Linked DNA regions of Scylla paramamosain: region 1 is linked to region 2. The links are chromatin contacts, called in public Hi-C maps. All regions are on one chromosome and are shown on one strand. Each heading gives the region's core, a stretch centred on a gene start, on an enhancer-like site or on the middle of the called end of the contact. The rest is flanking DNA. Distances are from core to core; before and after follow the strand shown.

Region 1 (2,927 bases), core at 44-2,543, 290 kb after region 2:
GTGTTGAATCATGTGTGTTCTTTAAACAGTTAATATCCTTGTGTTTTCATTTTATCATACGCAAAAATGTATCTTGTTAAGGTTATGTTAGGTTAAACTGGTCTATCTTAGGTCTGTTGTCCCATGTGTATGTTCCTCTTTGCCTGTCTTCTGTATCCATGCCGTCTGTAGACTAAGTCAATATTCCCGTGTGGATGTTTTTCAACTAGATGCAGAATCTCTTTATCTCGTTATTAAAGATTTTTCTGTTTTATTTCTATTTATCTGATTTCATGTATTGTTCCTTCTTGCTCTGTTCGTGTTTCTGCCTGTCTTATCCTCTGCGACCAGTGTCTCTCAGTTCTAAGTTGACGAGAGCGCGCCGGTGTGTTAGAGACTGGTTGGAGGACAGAGGCATGATACAATGACTCCGGACAACCTCCTCCGAGAGACTGGAGAGACCGGCGCGCCTCCCCCACGCCCATCCCTCTAGTTTTCTACGCAACTACGGATTACCAACCACAGCGTTCTCTGATTATTCATACGATAGATTGGCCCAGGGTGCACTTTATTGTTAGCAGTTATAAACTGTCTTTAGTTAACAGTTACTTGTTGTGTTAACCAATGACGAGTTGGTTTTGAGAAGCAGGGTGTCTTTATAAATAGTGTGCCGCGCGGATTGTGTTGGCAGCATTCATCACGCCACAACAACTGCCAGCGTGGAGTCACCCCCTGCAAATTGATCGGTGTGTTATTTTCGCGATTGTTTAAAATTGCATCCAGTCTATTGAGAAGTGTGATTTTCACGTATATGTTTGAGTAAGTGATGCCCATTTGTGTGGCATAAGAATCAATTTGGGTGTGACACAGGATTTGTACATTCTCCTATGGTCATGTCTGAAGCAACGCCGTGTTGTTGCAGATCACTGACAGGTTTTCCAAGCCTCATTTTACTTATAAACACTACATTTTATTATCACTGATGTGGCAGACGGTCAGTAAGCGATCCGTCTGGAGAAACGAGAAGCATCCAAGTTGGCTGATGTAATAACAAAATATTAAGAGGTTCTAATATTGGCAGAGGTGTGTGTACGTGCCACGGCGCCGCGTCCTGCTTTGCCCGGCCACTTATAGGGCGAAAACCTTCCTCTATCACATTATGCAAGGTAACTTTGAGCTACCTTCATCATGAATTATGTACTGTAGGTTACTGTAATCCCAAATAGACTAGGAATTGTTGGCATCTCTTTGAATTTAATGAGAAAAATGTGCGTCTGGTAGTGTATGGCATGCGGCGGCGTTCTATATAATACCGCGGCGCCGGAGGTCAGGCGCAGTTCGCCAACAGAGAGAGAAAGAAATGGATAGATAGGAGTGTACGCGCACCACGGGATCTTTTCCTACCTTTTTCTAGCTTCCCAAAGCTGGTAACACACGGCTGGTACTACATCGTGCAGGAGTGTGCGGCGCCGGCAAGTGTTCGACATCGTGGTAGTGCAAGAGGCCCCGAAGGCGGTTTGAAGGAGGGTCTAGTCAAGCATAAGTGCTAACTCAAGAATCTGTGATTTTTCCATTACACTTCCCCCCACGCTGATTGTGATATATTATTCTTCGCTCATTGATACCCCCAACAAACCGTCAAGATGGTGCAAGGTATGTGGTTTCCTCACCTGTGTTTCATTTCAGATTGTATGTATGTATGTCTGTCTGTGTGTGAAAGTCGAAAGCTGTAAAAAAGGGTGTCAGGCCGCCGTCGAGTTGGCTGGGGCGTCTTGTTGGTTGTCGGATGAACATTCCTAACATGTTTGTATGTGTGTCGGCTTGTGTCAGGCTGGCATGTTGTGTGGATGTGTGAAATGTTGATTTAAAGGGCTGGGCAGGCAGCGGGGAGGGAGGTGTGTTAGTGCGTCTGTCTGTTAGTAAACAAAGAACCTCCGGGGTCTGGTGGGGCGGTGGTGCCGCTTCTCTCAACCCTGGTGACCTTATCGATATTTTTATTTGCGACGGCTGTGTGGTGTGTAAATGGCAGGATGAGTTTGAAAGTATGTTAGAAATGTAGTAATAATCGATGTCAGTGTGTGCATGTATGAGTGAGCCCCCAGAGGCGAGGCGTGCAGAAATGAGATGTGGCACCGCTGTCACCATCGAGGCCATGTTCTTCTTGTCATTGCCGAATTTGGCTGCTGCCGCTGTTCTCGAATGTTCGCGAGAAGTCCTGACCTGCCGTATGCAAATGCCGGTGTCATGTGAGGGGGAGAGGCGGGGAGGCTCACTGATGTTGCTGCAGAGATCCGTGTTGAGGCTTGGAGGGGTGGCTGAAGGCTGACATGAAATAGCTAACTGGCAGTCGTCTTAGTTACTGGGTGGACTGGAGAGCGTCCTATTGACAGGCCTATCGCGCTGTCATGAAGAGAGGCGGCCCAGGCCGTGCTATATGTAGATTTCATTAGACATGTACTTAGATTGCCGAAGTTTCGCAGTATATGTAAAAGTTTATTTTCTAGGAATTAATTTGAATGTTTCCTTTGCATATCCCTGCGTTATCTTTTAATGTCAGTGTGATTCAGAAAGTTACAGATGAGATAACTGCCGGTAAATGTCTGTATAAATCAAGCAGCCACTCATTCCTGCCTCTGCTACTCGTGACATTCAAGTTATGTTGTATATGTCATTTTCACTGTACGTCAGATACCGGTGCATGACAACCGGCAATACCGACATGTTCCTGTGCATTATAACCCTTTGATGCCGTGATGTCTTTGTAGTACTTCCAGTCATGAGGATGACGCCACACACCGCCACAGCATTGCCTGCCCGCCATGCAGCTGTGCAACCTAGGTATTGTTGAACGTTGATCTCTCACATGAAAAAAAAAAAAATCATTTAGAAGTGTTTTCCCAGAGCTAGTAGTGGTGGGATGATGCAATTTGGCGCACGGCTTGCCAAAC
Region 2 (3,217 bases), core at 623-3,122:
GTGTGCCATAATTATTATGACCCTGGTGTTACGACGCCTTAACTTGAAAAAATTAATTAATACATTTTACTTCTTTTTCCTTCTCCCTTGCTCTTCCTCTTCATTCTCTTCCTCTTCTTTCCCTTCCATCTCTTCCTCATCCTCTTCCTCTTCCTCCTCATGCAAGTAGAAGAGGTAATTGGATAAAAATTAGGTAGCGAGATTAAAGAGAGAGAGAGAGAGAGAGAGAGAGAGAGAGAGAGAGAGAGAGAGAGAGAGAGAGAGAGAGAGAGAGAGAGAGAGAGAGATAATAGGAAGGAAGAAAAAAACATACCCTTAACCTCCCTTTAAAAATACACACCCTTTTTTTCCCCCCTTATCCATTAAACTCCTACGAAACTTCTATAAATTTTCCTTGAAGCTGCTTTGAATGATACTCCCTTTTATTCCTTCATACTCTTATTTTATTCCTTTATTCTCGCTTTTACTACTTTTTTGGGGGGGAGTGTTTTTTTTTTGGGGTGTTTGGGAGAGCTTGGCGGTGTTTGGATGGTGTTTGTGGTGTTTGTATGAGGAAAATAGATTGTTTGTGTGTTTTTTAATGTTTTCTGGGTGTCTTTTTTTCTGGTTTTCCTTTTTTTTCCTTTTTTTTTGGTGTTTTTAGTGTATTTTTGTGGGGTGTTTGTGGTTTGTATTTGGGGTGTTCCTTTCCACTTCCTCCCTCACCTTGAACTCTAAATTTCTAAGCTCCCTTGAAATTCTTGCTCCCATTGCACTCTTTCTTCTCCCTCTCTTAGTCTTCTACTTGTTCTCATTGCACCTTCGTATCCTTTGCCTCCCTTAACCATTCTCTTTACCCTCTTTTTTTAGTCCAGTAACGTGCCAGGGGTGTGTTTGTGTTGTGTGTGTGTGTGTGTGTGTGTGTGTGTGTGTGTGTGTGTGTGTGTGTGTGTGTGTGTGTGTGTGTGTGTGTGTGTGTTTGGGCCACGTGTGCTTTGTATCCATCTTCATTCTTCGTTCTTTTTCACTCTTTAATTTCTTTCTTCTTTCCTTCTTTCCTTCTTTCCTATAGTCTCTTTCCCCCGTCACTTGTTCCCATTTTTTTTTATCCCTCCCTTCGTTTTCTTTCTTTCTCTTTTCTTTTTTCTCTTTTCCTGTTTCTTTCAGTCTTTTTTCCTATTTCCTTTTTCTGCCTGCTTTGGTTATTTTCCCTTCTTTCATGTTTGACTTTGCTCTTTCCTTTCTCTTTCCTTTCTTCTCTTCCTCTTGTTCCTTTTTAGTGTTACTTTTTTTTTGTCTATATTTTTTGTTTTGTTTTTCTTGTCTTGTATTCTTGTGTCTGTTTAATTTCTATTCGACTTTTGTCTGTCAGTTTGTCTGTCTGTTCGTTTGCATTGATTTATATCCCACTACTTATGTATGTATGTATGTATGAATGTATGTGCGTATGCATGAACATAAATCGATGTTTGCCAGCCGGATGTTTACCTACACACACACACACACACACACACACACACACACACACACACACACACACACACACACACACACACACACACACACAGCAAGGTAAATAAGTTTATAGTGTAATTTTGTATCAAGTTGTAATATTTATGTAGCGTTTGCCTTGCTACTACTACTACTACTACTACTATTACTACTACTACTACTACCACCACTACAACTACACATCTCTAAGCATTACAGTCAAAATGTCCTGAGAGTCAATCACATCTACATTAATTCAAACTTCAATCCCAAATGTAGTACAGCGAACATCCCAACCTTCACTTTTCCCCATCACTCCCAACACAGTCACATTTCATTTACCTTCAATTCTTACTGCACAAAACTCCCCACTTCTCTCCCCCTCCCCTTCCCCCTTCCCTCCCATACACATATCCCGTTACTCTTAATCTCCCTTCAATTACTTCAATGTTTCGAGGCGATGGAGCGAAGCCGATTCATTCTCTCGTTCATTAGACGCGTGAACGAGAGAAGCTTCGAACCACTTGAGTGAGTCACGTGTCTCGAAATGAGCTGCGTCATTCCTGCTGGCTCGTGTGTGTGTGTGTGTGTGTGTGTGTGTCGTTACTAAGGGAGGGCGCTGTCCGTGTGTGTGTTTGTATATTTATAATCACATTTAAAGAAAGATAAGAGGAGGAAGAGACGGGGGAGGAGAAGGAGAAGGAGGAGGAGGAAGAAGAAGCTAAGGAAGAAGTGAAGAAGAAGAAGAATAAAAAGAAGAGGAGGAGGAAGAGAAGAGTGTAAGAAGTTCGAGGAGGAATAAGCAGTGAAGAAGAAGGAGGAGGAGGAGGAGGAGGAAGGGAAGAAGAAGAAAAGGAAGAGGAAGATGAGAAGAGTGTAAGGAGTTCGAGGGGGAATAGACAGTGAAGAAGGAGGAAGAGGAGGAGAAGATGAGGAATGAGAAGTGGAGGAGCAGGAGGAGGAGGAGGAGGAGGAGGAGGAAGAGGAGGAGGAGGAAGAGGAGGAGGAGGAGGAGGAGGAGGAGGAGGAGGAGGAGGAGGAGTCGTTAAGAATGTATGTGTTCTCTTATCTGGAGTCATTAAATGAAGGTCAGTTTTTGTCTTCCTTTTTTTTCTTCCCTTCTTTTTTTTTCCTTTTATTTTCTTTATTACGTTAATTTCTTTGTATATAACTGTTTGTTTTTATCTTTTTGTGTTTGTTTGGTTTTGACATTCTCATTTTCTCGGTTTTGGTTTTGTTTCCTCTATTTGTTTATTTTTCTTATTACTTTTTCTATCGTATTTGTTGCATTATTATTACTTTGTTTTTTTTTCCTTTCATATTTGCTTTCTTTGTGTTCTTATTCTTTGCTTTATTTATTCTCTGGTATTTGTTGCTCCTTATCTTTTGTCATCTTTATTACCTATATGTCTGCTTGCTTCCATTTTTCTTCTTCTTCTTATTATTATTATTATGTTTGTTTGTTTGTTTCTGTTGTTGTTGTTGTTGTTGTTGTTGTTGTTGTTGTTGTTGTTGTTGTTGTTGTTATTGCTGTTGCTATCCCTATTATTAAAGTCTATTCATACACCATCTATCCATCTATCTATCCATCCATCCATCCATCCATTTATCTATCTATCTATCTATCTATCTATCTATCTATTTGTATATCTATCTATATATTTATCTGTCTGTCTGTCTGTCTGTCTGTCTGTCTATCCATGTTTATCTATATCTGTTCATCTATCTGTTCTATGTGTATTTATCT

What was found. A called contact is a pair of places that touch in the nucleus more often than the background predicts.
Region 1: a contact with region 2 is called in a Hi-C map of muscle, with 9 times the contacts expected there. The contact joins the promoter of LOC135105112 here to the enhancer-like site in region 2. A contact is called at or near these places in 2 of 2 Hi-C or Micro-C datasets (muscle and testis).

Annotation. Positions count from the first base shown.
Region 1 is chr11:26,044,378-26,047,304 of ASM3559412v1, forward strand. It overlaps LOC135105112 (MAP kinase-interacting serine/threonine-protein kinase 1-like), which reads left to right and starts at 1,294. Exons shown (of 12, transcript XR_010270707.1): 1 at 1,294-1,632; 2 at 2,745-2,817.
Region 2 is chr11:25,754,764-25,757,980 of ASM3559412v1, forward strand. No RefSeq gene overlaps it. Among protein-coding and RNA genes, the nearest start is that of Trnar-acg, 22 kb to the left of the region's middle. Within about 2 kb of position 1,873, the one cell type or tissue checked has an H3K27ac peak away from gene starts, as active enhancers do.